Regions from separate parts of the Mus musculus genome. Here region 2 is linked to region 1. Evidence: chromatin contacts called from public Hi-C data. All regions are on one chromosome and are shown on one strand. Each heading gives the region's core, a stretch centred on a gene start, on an enhancer-like site or on the middle of the called end of the contact. The rest is flanking DNA. Distances are from core to core; before and after follow the strand shown. Region 1 has its middle 240 kb from the start of Gm23605. Region 2 overlaps Kctd8 (potassium channel tetramerisation domain containing 8).

Region 1 (2,700 bases), core at 52-2,551:
TCCATCAGTCAGCTCAGTAAGAATGGCCCAATAGGAAAAACAACAAACAGACAGTTAGTCAGGATCATGCCATATGGATTTTCCATATTTCTCTAGTATCCTTGGGAGCAGGGACGGCTTCAGCTTGTTCTTGATTTTTGGTGGTTTTGATACTTTTGAGAACAAGCCAGTTATTCATAGGATGTTGCTCCTTAGTGCTTCTGTCTTAACTTTCTTCTTTGAATTCATGATCACGCCTTGCTTTCCCTTGCCTAAAAATAAAACTGTATTTAACAGTAAGAGCATTTCATTTCCCACTTACTCAATTCACCTTACCTTGCCATCTTTCTTTTAGTGCCTCTCTCGATCCCATTTCTACCCTCCACCCCGCTCCGTGCAGCATGACCCTTCCTGCATTCCGGTTTCCCTCTGCTTCCCAGATGTGCCCTATAGGTAGAAGGCAGATGTTACTAGAATGAGAAGAGTATTTCCTCTGTGGACTTTTCACATCTCAGATTCTCCCTGTGAAGTCCTGGCTTCCTGTATTTATCTGCATCTGCTTAATGTTCTCTAAGGTACCTCGCCATACACTAGACCATTCTGGTCATGAGAAATTAATAATTGTTCCACACACTTCTGCTTTATGGAGTTAGAAACATCTCTAGTGTTACCTAGAGCACAGCACTGTCTAGTGTGGGTCCTTAAACACTTATAGAAGTGTAACTAGGAAAATCTCTTCCCAAGGCACTCATAATTTCTGTGATGACTGTATTCTTCTTGTATCACATACAAGCCAGCAGACCTGCTCAGTTTCTCCAGTTTGTCACATGCCACTCTGACTTCTTTATGCAGCAACTGTATTTTCCTCTTCTGTTACAAATTAAAACAGCTTCATCTTCCATGATCTCTACCGTAAGACATTTTAATTTTCAGATTTCTATTTATCCTCCACAAATGCCTACTGTATTGTATATTTTTTAAGTGTAGAAGTCACGGTTAATTTTGTATGTATCTTCAGTGCTTCATACCAGCAGGCAATGCATCTTTTTCTAGAGAATGAATTGATGTGCAACACAGTAAAAGAACAAGTGTGGATGGTTTTGTTTTGTTTTGTTTTGTTTTGTTTTGTTTTGTTTTGTTGTTTTAGTTCAGATTTTAAAAAAATACATTTCAGGCAACAGTGAAAAGGGTTATGACAATGCACAAATGCAAAATAAGGTATGCAAGAGAGAAAGAAAGAATAGCAACCACATTGCAATAACTAAGTCTCCCTACTGCTTAGTAAAGCACCAGGTATGCACTGACTAATTTCTAATAATAGAGCTGGCAACTGTACCCAAGCACATGGACAAGTTCCAGGAAGCACCAGTCTGTTTCGGGCCTGAGACCAGCAACTCAAGCAGATAAAACCCAGATTGAACCTCAATAGAAAGTGTCACATAGGGGTGTGATGCTGGCACATGTGTTGTGAAATCATCCCCACAGGACTGGGGGAATCTGAACTTTATGTTACAGAGGATGGCCTAGCTGGCCATCAGTGGGAGGAGAAGCCCTTGGTTTTGCCCCAGTATAGGGTAATGCCAGGACCAGGAATGGGAGTGCGTGGGTTAAGAAGCAGGGGGAAGGGGGAGGGTATAGGGGATTTTCAGAGAGGAAACTAGGAAAGGGGATAGTATTTGACATGTAAATGAAGAAAATATCTAATAAAAATATATTAAAAATAAGTAACTCAATCTTGCAAAAAGGCATAGAAAGGGAAGGGGATACAGGTCTGTTTCTACAACAGTAATTTAATACTTTAGGGGTAGATTTCTTACACATCAACAATCACCATAAACTATTTATATCTTCACAATACCACCATTTTAGAACAAAAATATCTAAAACTAATGACAATGCAACCTGTGGTTGTAAAACATTAATCACATTGATTGTCTTCTCTCTCTCTCTCTCTCTCTCTCTCTCTCTCTTTCTCTCTCTCTCTCTCTCTCTCTCTCTCTCTCTCTCTGTGTGTGTGTGTGTGTGTGTGTGTGTGTGTGTGTTCTTCAAAGGCTGGATAATCATGATAAAACATCACAGTAAATCTTTGTGACAGCAATATTTTCACAAGTTTCTGTTGCATATTGATGTCTCAAAAGTAGTGAATTGGTGTGCTCAAGCAATAAAAGTCTAGTTTTAAAGTATCCAGGAAGAGAAGTGCTCTTAATATAGGGAAGTTTTCTTTCTGTCTTGTCTTTCTGTCTTTCATTCTCTCTGAATTATAACAGCTACATGTTGTTGTTTTTTTTAATATTTCAATTAATTAAATATTTTAGGAATGGTTAGCTGCTCTATGGAGCAGCCTACTAGAGTCAGTTTTTGTTTGTCTATTTGTTTCCTATATGAAAATTGTTAAAAAGCATCATGAAACTCCAATCTTGCTTTTATTTTGCAAAATTAACACTTCAGTACCATTAAACCCTGTATGATTTATAGTTTTGTAAATAAATTTCATAGTTGTCCCCATTTTATATGGATAAAGTAAATAGAGCAATAGAGCTATCAATTTTATGTGTATATAATTAGTGGCGTGATCTTTCTTTGTAAATGATATTTAATATTTACGATGGATTCAGAAGACTGCCAGCTTCTGTCACTTCAGGATACTTTGAGCCACTCAGGGTTTTCATATTTACTTTATGCATTATAAAATAATGCATTCTGAATTACAAGTTATTCAGT
Region 2 (2,700 bases), core at 181-2,680, 1.0 Mb before region 1:
AGATCTTCCTTTTTAAATATATGCTTGAAAAAAATGAACGTGTATTTAATTTGTCTTTCTTATATTGGTAGTTTACTTTTGTTTTCACCTACATTGAGTGCTTTAAAACATGATTTCTTTATTTTAATGTACTCATCTAAAAGATTGTTTTAGCTGGTGCATGTTAGAGCATCATCTGTAATTGGTCTGCTTCATGATGCCTTCATCGGGTCATATGGGATCCTCTGACTATATGTCTCTGATGGGAATTGCTGGGCTTCAGGCTGTGCAAGGATGTCATTTGTCTAAATGTTGCCAGGGAGCTGTGTGAAAAATGCAAAAGTCTGCATAAAAGCATTGGTGTGTGTGTGCGTGTGTGTGTATCCCCTTAAGCCTACTTCCCATCTTCACCCAGCTCAAAAACTCAACTTCAAAATCATTGCAAATACAGGCAATGTTTCTTTATGAATTTAATATTTATGTTTTCAATTCCTCATAATGGATGGATATTAGGTTTTGATTCACGATCTCTGTAAATTAGCATATGGCAAAAATTTTTTGCAAGGATCTAGCCATCTATCTTTTTGGCTACTTTGTTCTATAAAACAGTTTCAATTGAGAGCCACCAAGATGGCTCAGGAGATAAGAACACTTGCTGTCAATCCTCTGATGATCTGACCTCCATCTCTGGAATCCAAGTGGTGGAAGCAGGAAACTGATTCTACCTGCGTTTCCTCTTACATTAAGTATGCCTTGGTATGTACATGCTCATGTGTATGCAGCTCCCCTTAACCTCAACACTAAGGAATTCATTGTGTTAGTTACTTTTATATTGCTGTGACAAAATACAACAACCAAGGCAACTTATAGAATGGAGGGGGTTGTTATATGGCGCTTGTGGTTTCAGAGAGATGAGTCTCTCACCATTTCAGAGAAGCTTATGGCAGCAAGTGCCGGGCATAGCTTCAGGAAACAGCTCAGAACTCATACCTTTGACTGCAAATCAGAAGCAGAGAGAGCAAACTTGAAATAGCGAGTCTTTAAACTCTCAAAGTCCACTTCTAGTGAAGTACTTCCTCCACCAAGGCTAGGATTTCTAAGTGATCTCCAATAGTGTCTTCTGAGGACCAAATATTAAATTGCCAGAGCCTGAGGGGGTGGGGGCATTGTCAACCAAACTATCACATTCATAAAATAACACAAATAAATAAAAATACATAAATAAATATAATAAAAACCCAACAGCTGCATTAGTACCACCATTAACATGTTCCTGCTTTCAACCACAAACTGAACCGTTTATGCAATTACTTGCCTCAAGTTTCATCTGCTTGCCTTTATCTTCCTGCCAAGTTCAGCGTGCTATCATGTGAGGTTCCCTGTAGAGTGATCATCGGTGACTTCTGCTAACATGTCACATGTCTCCAATGTATTCAGTAAGCATTGTCAAATAGAGTCCCATTGACTTTAGTGACAGCTTTTGTTCTGAGAATGGGCAAATGGAAAACTCAGCAGCCACAGATCTACACAGTAAATGCTGCTACACAGGCAGGACAAATGTCCCTTCCTGCGAGACAGTGAATTTCTTGTTAAACCCGGGGTCATAGTGCTTGATGCTTACTCTGAGTACCCGCCTTGTCTATTGCTCTCTGTGATTCCTTTAGCTTTCTTTAGGGAAATTCTTTCCTGTTAGCTGTCCTCTTCAGCAGTCACCTCTGAGGCACGTTGGGCATCATGGCCTCTTTAGAGCCACAGAAATTTCACAGCTCACTTCACATGTTTGTAGGTCAGAGGCTTTTGAATTGCTTTAAGGGCTAAAAAGCCCCGTGCTTTTCATAGCCAGACTTGCACTTTCTTTTGCTAAAAATTAATTCCTGTAAACTCTTGGAGCACCCCTGGACGGTTTTGAGAGCAAATTAAGCAAAAGCATCTTAATGATGTTTTTAGAGGTGAAGACTCCTTTATGCCCTCTGCGAGTCAGTTTTTAATGTAATGGCTTAGGGGAAGGTGCCAGCTAAGTCAGCAGGGCGTTGCCTTTGTGGGAAGGAGCATCACAGTCCCCGCTAAGGCTGCACTTTTGCAGGCTCCTTAGGTTTCACGGTTACCGCTGCTTTGTTAAAAACATACTATGCAAATTAAAATTAAAATTAAAACAAGCAAAAAAAAAATAGAACAGTTTATGGCACTTTCCACAGATTCACCTCTTAGACTTAACGGTTATCAAATCACAACTCTATCTTGACTTTGCATTCCTGGTGATGTTAAAGCCATCAGAAAAAAAAATGTTATTTTACTCTGACATACTCGAACATGTGAAACACCAGTATTTTAGAGTGTCTGGCTAGACTTTTTATAGGTGGTTAACATATTCTATAGTGCGCAGTGTTTGGTTGTCCCATTTTTGAAAATACTAATGAGATTTATCTAAGTTATTTTTGTAGTGATACAAAATTGTCTCAATCAAAAGTTATATTGGGTCTATAAAAAATGTGGTTTATTATGTTCTATTGGGTGAAATTTTATAATGAAGAACTTTTTATAATAAATTACCTAGAGTAAAGACAGAACAAAAGACAAAGTCTTATTTGCTTATATTTCTCATTTAATCCTCAGATAACTAGTTACATGTAGAACCTCATCTTTCCAGAGTCAAGACATTTAGACTTCAGCTACCTAGCTGTTTTTCTACTCATTCCTGGATCCTAAACACTGCATCTCATT

Evidence for each region. A called contact is a pair of places that touch in the nucleus more often than the background predicts.
Region 2: a Hi-C map of cerebellar granule neurons shows a contact between it and region 1, with 2.1 times the contacts expected there. The contact joins two enhancer-like sites. A contact is called at or near these places in 3 of 39 promoter capture datasets (the C10 cell line, liver and pre-B cells) and 1 of 484 Hi-C or Micro-C datasets (cerebellar granule neurons).

What each region holds. Positions count from the first base shown.
Region 1 is chr5:68,326,007-68,328,706 of GRCm38.p6, reverse strand. No RefSeq gene overlaps it. Among named protein-coding and RNA genes, the nearest start is that of Gm23605, 240 kb to the left of the region's middle. Within about 2 kb of position 1,301, at least 19 of the 459 cell types and tissues checked have an H3K27ac peak or open chromatin away from gene starts, as enhancers often do. A contact at or near this core is called in cerebellar granule neurons, where this site is marked.
Region 2 is chr5:69,324,066-69,326,765 of GRCm38.p6, reverse strand. All of the region lies in intron 1 of Kctd8 (potassium channel tetramerisation domain containing 8), which reads left to right. Among named protein-coding and RNA genes, the nearest start is that of Kctd8, 16 kb to the left of the region's middle. Within about 2 kb of position 1,430, at least 8 of the 459 cell types and tissues checked have an H3K27ac peak or open chromatin away from gene starts, as enhancers often do. A contact at or near this core is called in cerebellar granule neurons, where this site is marked.